Regions from separate parts of the Ovis aries genome. Here region 2 is linked to region 1. Evidence: chromatin contacts called from public Hi-C data. All regions are on one chromosome and are shown on one strand. Each heading gives the region's core, a stretch centred on a gene start, on an enhancer-like site or on the middle of the called end of the contact. The rest is flanking DNA. Distances are from core to core; before and after follow the strand shown.

Region 1 (3,663 bases), core at 738-3,237:
AATAGCAACTACCAGACTACCTTTTACTGAGTGCTGGCTCTGTGTTGCCCTAGCAGCAACCTGACAAGGTAAATACTATGTTCTCACTGATAGAAAGGGAAACAAGTTGAGAGTCGAGGGGCTTGACCAAGGTCACACAGCAGTACCTGGTGAAGTCAGCATTTGGTTGTGGGCCTGCAGGACTCTAATTCTGGTCTCCTGAGAAGCACCCAATACATGGACCCCACGCTTCTTCACAGTCCTGCAGAAGCACCTCACAGTCTGTCTCCCGAATGAACCAGCAGGTTACTATGCACAAGTGTTCAAAATGGGGAAATGGTTTGCAACTGGGGTTTTAGGTAAACAGAGGAGCACCCCCCCACCCTCCCCTGCCACCTTGTGGCCTGTGAACTTTTGCAGGGAGAGAAGGGAGCTGAAAATTCCCAAGAGAAGCCCTTTAGCTAAGTAAGTGGTCAGAGCTGTGTTCAAATCCTGCTGGTTACTTACACTCTCTTTTTCCTGGGCTCCCTCTCTGTGACCCTCAGAACCCGATTCCTAGTCAGTGAAAAAGGGACAAGGACCCCTGGCTCAGGGTAATCATGAGAACCCAGTTAAATGAGACGGCGTGTGCTAAGAATGTCTGCTATGTCGCAAGTGAACAGACTGCATTGCTGTGGTTATCGTCACCAGGTCATCTGATGGTGTCATGTCCCAGCTGGGTGGGGCTGGGCAGCGACTGAGACAAAACATCTTCCATGGCAGGGAGGTCGCTTGGGGGTAATTGGTGGTCTCTCCTCGGATCTGCTGGGCGCCACTTACCATAGCATGGGGTTACCTCCCCTGCTCCTCTGCACTGCCCCCATCAAAGCCAATATTTGGAGGCAATTTAGCTCATCAGCAAAGGATCCAAAGGTCTGGCTTTCAGTCCCGGTTTGAGTAAACACTCTGCAAGTCACTTAATCTGAATCCTGGGTTTTTCATCTAAGACAGACAAGGACACTGAAGAGCAAAGAGGCTAAGGGCCTTGACCTGAGGGCAAACAGTGAATAAATACCAGGGACATGAAAATTCGAAATCTCCTCATATTCAGATTTTTGGATTCAAGTGCTTTGATTCTTACTACAAAGATGCCTGGGCAGCATTTCCTTGACTAACTTTTTATTTACGCTAGGTGCTTTTGGTTCTTGATAAAAAGATTATACCTAAGTATATGGATTATGCGTAAGTAACCTTAAGTCCAGACACCTGAGGATGCAATCTGTTTCTTTTGTGTATATTATTGGCGTCTTGGCTATTTGAAATCAGAATTGTTACTAGTGGTTCACTTAATGAAATAACATCTATATGTACCTACTATGTTTTTCCCTGAAGGCAGGACTCAGAAAAATGACACTGTGAACTTCTAACAAGGTCTGTTTAGTTGAGGTTAGTAGACCTGCTTGATTTAAGCATTGAAGAGAAAGCCAGCCATAACTGGGGACACTTCAGAGCGATCTTTGAAATGTCATGCAAAAAATGCAGACGAGTCCCGGTGGCAGCTGCTTCATCAACTCCACACCTTGTAATGTGCTGGGGAAGAAACATCAGCCCAAAGTTGGGCTTCTGTGTGAGACGCGCCATTCTGAAAGTGGGGAAGGCTAAATTTAGAGTCAGGCGTAAGCTTACTCCCCCTTCTCACAGTACAAGATGCCAGTGGGAAGAATTCAACCCCAGGATCAAATCCACACTAGCCACACAGGCGAATGCTGCCTGATCAGCACGCTCTCGGCGACTGTTTCTTGGGAAAATGAATGGAGTAAGTAATTGGCAAGGTTTTCATTAAAAAAAAAAAGAGTCTGAAATAGCAGGAACTACTTGGCATGTGTAACTGGGCATCCAAATGAATAGAAAATTCCTAAAAAAAAAAAAAAAAAAAGCATACCAGAATCACAATGTCTATTCTAGCTTTTGGAAGAAGACATATCTCCCCAGCACAGCCACCTACTTCTTATGCAGCACACACTGTCCATGCTTCACAAACTGAGCACGTACAGCAAAGACTTGCCAGGGTACTTCTCGCTCCATGTTTGCAGAATTCGCTGCTTCACGCTACTTTTTGATGCTTGTCTTTCATCACTGAGAGTCTTTTGAGCCATGAGCGCCAGCACAGACCAGCATTAGCCACACAGCAATGAAGTAAAGACACAAAACTTCATATCACGAAAACTCTCGTACCAACGCCTGAACCTGACAGTTTCTCTTTTCCTCCAGCTTCAGATTTCTTGTTCCTGATATTTATTCACTACTTGCCCTCAGTCAAGGCCCTTAGCTTCTTTGTTCTTCAGTTTTCTCATCTGTGAAATGGGAGCAATACTGGTAACTCACCTCCTAAGATATTAGTGCTGGAGGGATGGCCCCTGTTAATCAGTGTCAGGCTCATGGTGGGGCAGCCCGCAGTGTAGACCTGACATACACACCGCACAGTGTGGTCAGTTGAGGGGAAGTAGGGGAGGAAGCTCTGCCAAGAGGAAGGTTTCCAAACCTGTTTTGGATCATGAAACCTTTGAACTCTGATGAAAACATTCCAGAAAGAAATGTCTGCAGACCCACACTTTGACACACCATCTCAGGGGGATGCGGGACAAAGTTCAATAGCCCCAGAAACTCATGCATAGACCCTTTTAGAATCCACACGCTGCAGGTGAAAGATCTCTGAACTGAATTCTGAATTTATGCAAATTCACCATCTGGTGTCTACTAAGTTTCAGACAATTCAGCTCAGGGAAAGGTTCTCTCCTTCCCAAGACCAAACAGCAACAGGAACACCTCTGACAAGTGTACCTTCCTTTGCAAAATGAGCTCCCTTCCCACCTCCCTCCTCCTGTGCCCCTTTCCCAGCACTAGCTACCTGTTAACTGTTGACTGGCAGACACAGGAGCTAAAGCTCCAACTGGAATAAAGTGTGAAGCTGAGGATCTAAAGTGGTGTAAGAGTATTGAAATTCAAGGCACATTTTTCTAAACAAAGGACTTTCTCATGCCACTAGAGAGAAGACACAATACCAGTAAGCTTACTAATGAGGCAAAAAAGGATATTTGAGAGCAACCAGGAAATGAGAAATTTTTAAAGTCCATCTTTGAAGACAGCAAGAATTAATGAGCATCTGCTTGCATCTATGCTGTACTACAATTAAAAAAAAAAACACACAACCACCTTGCTTCTCTGAATATCTGAGCAAATAGAGAATACACATAATTTATGTTTAGTCCTCAAGTAAGAGATAATTCATGCCATGTTCAAGATATAAAGTTTAGGGCACAAAGGATAAAACTAATGTAAAATATACATGAACTGTAAAACCATGGGCTGGCTTCCTTCCTGAAAGGAGAGATGGTAAACAAAAACAAAACAGTTGCTTTTGTTTTTTGAAACAAAGCAAGACCCAGAAAGCCCCTATCTGACAAGGTTCAAGAATAAGGGAACCTCTGGGGAAGATGACAGCTCCCTATACCAGGCAAGTGCTTTTCATGCAAAAAGTGCCATGAAGTCACTCCCACTGGCTGGTACAGACCAGGCTCTGAGTTAAAACCACGATGAGGGACTTCCCTGGCAGTCCAGTGGTGAGGACTCCACACTTTCACTTCAGGGTTCCACCAATGGTCAGGGAATTAGGATACTGCACAGCCGTCAAGGCGTGGCCAACAC
Region 2 (3,663 bases), core at 374-2,873, 44 kb after region 1:
TGGCGAGGTGACAGAGGACACGTGGGGCACTCACCGGCCATTGTCACGGCCCACGCCCCACACGCGGATGCTGACGATGGGCTGAGCGTGGAGCACGCTGCGATCCATGGGGTCCACCAGGCTCAGCGTGTCGTTCTCCAGGACCAGGTACATGTCCTTCCCCTGGGATTCAATGAGAAGACTGCTTACCTTCTGCACAAAACTATGCATCCTCAGGACGTTTGTGGCTACCCAGGGATGTCGCTTCAATGATCAAAATATCGCCCCCTGGGTCTGAACTTTGTTTTTTAAGGGAGAAACATCCTCTCCTGATTAAAATATTTATAAATCCATCATCTTCCCCTCACATGCCCAATTTCTCTCTCCTTCTCCAAATCCTCTGAAATGTGTCCCTAGCCTGCTTTTGAGCTGGTTCTTATTTTTAATTATTTATACTTTGAATCTTTACTCTAAGAAAAAAGGCTAATGGTAGGTTCCCTGGAGAATTTGGTCTCTTACTAACTCCAGGTGGGCCAGCCTCTCATAACCCCTCTGTCCCCATTCCTTCCCTTCTGCCCAGACCCTACCAGCCATCCCTGTGATGGACTTCCTGGACCCACAACAAGGGCTGTCTCTTCTCGGTTTGTACACCACTTCTGATCTGTGTGATTTGCCCGGTAAATAGCAGGCACAGCTGTGTGACACTTCTCGGTGCTTCAGTAGCTAATGCTGATGTGCCTTTATGACATCTCAGATATTACAGCACGCTTCAGGCTCCTTGGCTCGTGAATGCTCTCACTTGCCTCAGAGCTTGGTTTGTTATTATCTCCAATTAGCAGATGGGGAAACCGAGGCTTACAGGTTAAGTGACTTGCTCATTATCTGACACAGAGGCCGAGATGCCTTTAGCCACAGGGGGTGTGCTGCAGTGATACCATCACTGGGGAGGGGGAGGTTTCCAGCATCACTGTTCAGGCTCTGGTCTTCTGTCTCCCCATGTATTAATGGCTCTTTGAGGGCAGGAACGCTAGCCTATCCAACTTCATTCCCCTTGCAAACCCTCAGGCATTTTAGGAAATTATTAAATGTTTGCTGTCTGACGGAAAGGCTGTGTCCACTGAAGGTCACAGTCAGCCCAGATGCTGTGGCGTGGATGCCAGGGAAGTCTGTGCTACGCTATGTGATGCTAAGTCACTTCAGTTGTGTCCAACTCTTTGTGACCCCCTGGACTGTAGCCTGCCAGGCTCCTCTGTCGATGGGGATTCTCCAGGCAGGAATCCTGGAGTGGGTACCATTTTCTTCTCCACCAGGATGGTCTAGCGGGGAAGAATGGTGAGGCTTTTTGGCCAATCTTCAAATTCCAAAGCGGGACAGATAAACTGCTCCTTGGTCTGGGTTTTAAGAATGATGTCCCATCACAAGTTTTCAGAGTGAACGTAAGCTCTGCTGCCGAGGAGGCAGACATGGTTGTTGCAATGCCTCCGCTCGTCAGTGCTTAGTTAAGCCAAGCATCTACAACTGAGATCCAGGATGATTTGAAATCTTCCGAAAGGGGAAGAGAGCTACTTCCAGGTAAATTGCACTGACCGTACAAGAGCCTGGAGCAACAGACAGCAGGCCGCCTCAGACCTGAAGCGCCTCCCAGTGTCTCTGTTGGGAACTGCATCTCACAAGGCTTGCGTGTGGGCAGTTTCTTTCTATGGCACAGTTGTGTCCAGACCCTGGGCAAAGAGCCAGCTGCTAATTATCCAGAATGTAGATTAATCATGATTGAGGTGGAGGTCCTAGAGAGATTCTGTCTCCCAGCACCTCATGGAGGCTGGGTAGCTGGTGAGCAGCTAGGTAATGGTTGGCAGAGCCAAGAGGACGAGCCAAGCTACAGGGGAGGGTTGCAGTTCCCCAACCTGTCCCCCCAGTGAAGGCCAGGCTCCCTTCTTCCCGCTTTCAGCTGAGGGCTGCCACATGCTCAGGAGCTGCGTGATCGAGAGTCCTGAGGAGCTGGGGCCCCGTGAGCAGGGCAGGTCCTAGGGCCCCCGGAGGCTAACCAGGTGACCTGCTTTGGGATAACTGAGAGCTGACTGGGAATTTTTGGTGCCTTTTTCCTCTCTCTCTTTGTTCTTTCCCACCAGGAACTGGGTCATTGGCTGCAGCCTAAAAGAAATCTGCAGCCAGACCCAGTGGGGAGTGGCCCCCAGCGTAATTTCCACCCACCAGGAGATCAAATCCACCCTGCTCCTCCCCACCACACACACATACACACACAAAGCATTTCCTTGGGATTGATTCAGGTCCTCACAAAGGCAACAAAGGCCATCTTCATCAGTCAATCCTACCAACAATCTCCGTATTACAGGACTGAACCAGGGACCACTGCTGGCTGATCACCTAAAGCGAGAATGATTGGCCGAGTGTGGAACATCCCTGGAACCCAATAAAAACCTTCAGCGCTCTCAGTCCTGTGTCTCTCGGCTCTGGGGTTTCATAGGCACAGCAGGAATGCAAGCAAGTCTGACATTAATTATTTTCACCTGTAACTTACCTCTCCCCAAATGCCAACTGTATCTCGGATGTCGTTTTTGCAGTAGGAAAGCTGCCGGATGCAGTTGTTGACGGCAACACTACTCTTGCCAGGAGCGAGGTCCTCCTCTGCCATCTCCACCCACCCCAGAGAGCGCACAGCGAAACACTAGGAGAAAATCAGAGATCTGGAGATTACTTACTGGCCACAGGTAGCCTAAGATCCTCTACAAAATGTGCATAATGTGTCTTCAATGACTATAAAATCTTCAGTCATCTAATTTAATAACTAATTCTCGATTGTTGAAAAATTTAATTGTGGCTATTTTTTACTACTAAAAAATGTAGTAATAACTATATTCTTGCCTACCTTTCTGTGTGTTCAGTTTTTTTTCTTAGAACCAATTATTAGAAGTAGAATGATAGGGCTAGTGGGTTTAAACATTTGTAAGCTCTTTTTTTCTAGTATCTGGCAGTATCAGTATCTTTTATCTAGTATCAGGCAGGATTTTTCAATAGTAAGAACCTCAGAGGGTTCTCACAAGGAGTAACCTCTCTGAGATTTGTTACTCATTAAGCACCTAGGAAAAGACAATAGAAGGGAGAAGAATTAAATACATATTTGGCACTTGTTTCTAATAACAATGGGGCAAAATGTATTCTCTAATACCCAGAAATGAAGGAAAATGGAGGGTGGGGGTGTGTGTTTATCATAACAAATCTCAGTGTTTGTTATTAGCACCAAATCCTGAAAAGTCTACAGAATAATGAACCTGTAAGAAAACAGAGCACAAATTCAATTTATTCTTTTATCATTTAGAGATATTCATTTTGAGATCATGCTCATCTTCTTTTTAAAAGTTCAGGTATTCAATTTTTTTTAAAATATGGAAAGTATCATATGCATGTTGCAACAAATTAAAAAATCCAAAAATTTATAAAGAAGTTCATGGGACATATGAGGGCAGTTTGGATACAGCTTCTACCTAGCGGTTAACTGCCAGGTTTACTAGGTGGCTGGAACTGCAGTATCTCACGGCAACCTGTGACGCAGGTCCCCTCCTGAGCTACACATCAATTGAAGGGACCATGTTCCCAGGAGAGGAGGGGCAAACGAGGTGCCACACTTCTGTGGAGCCAACAGGCTGACTCTCAGCATCTTCTAAA

The links. A called contact is a pair of places that touch in the nucleus more often than the background predicts.
Region 2: a contact with region 1 is called in a Hi-C map of mixed tissues, with 2.1 times the contacts expected there. The contact joins two enhancer-like sites. A contact is called at or near these places in 4 of 16 Hi-C or Micro-C datasets (hypothalamus, liver, mixed tissues and 1 more).

The regions. Positions count from the first base shown.
Region 1 is chr6:60,454,619-60,458,281 of ARS-UI_Ramb_v3.0, forward strand. All of the region lies in intron 12 of APBB2 (amyloid beta precursor protein binding family B member 2), which reads right to left. Among named protein-coding and RNA genes, the nearest start is that of NSUN7, 77 kb to the left of the region's middle. Within about 2 kb of position 1,988, at least 10 of the 54 cell types and tissues checked have an H3K27ac peak or open chromatin away from gene starts, as enhancers often do. A contact at or near this core is called in hypothalamus, where this site is marked.
Region 2 is chr6:60,498,533-60,502,195 of ARS-UI_Ramb_v3.0, forward strand. It overlaps APBB2 (amyloid beta precursor protein binding family B member 2), which reads right to left. Exons shown (of 18, transcript XM_060417057.1): 11 at 2,519-2,665; 12 at 35-162. Among named protein-coding and RNA genes, the nearest start is that of NSUN7, 120 kb to the left of the region's middle. Within about 2 kb of position 1,624, at least 8 of the 54 cell types and tissues checked have an H3K27ac peak or open chromatin away from gene starts, as enhancers often do. A contact at or near this core is called in hypothalamus, where this site is marked.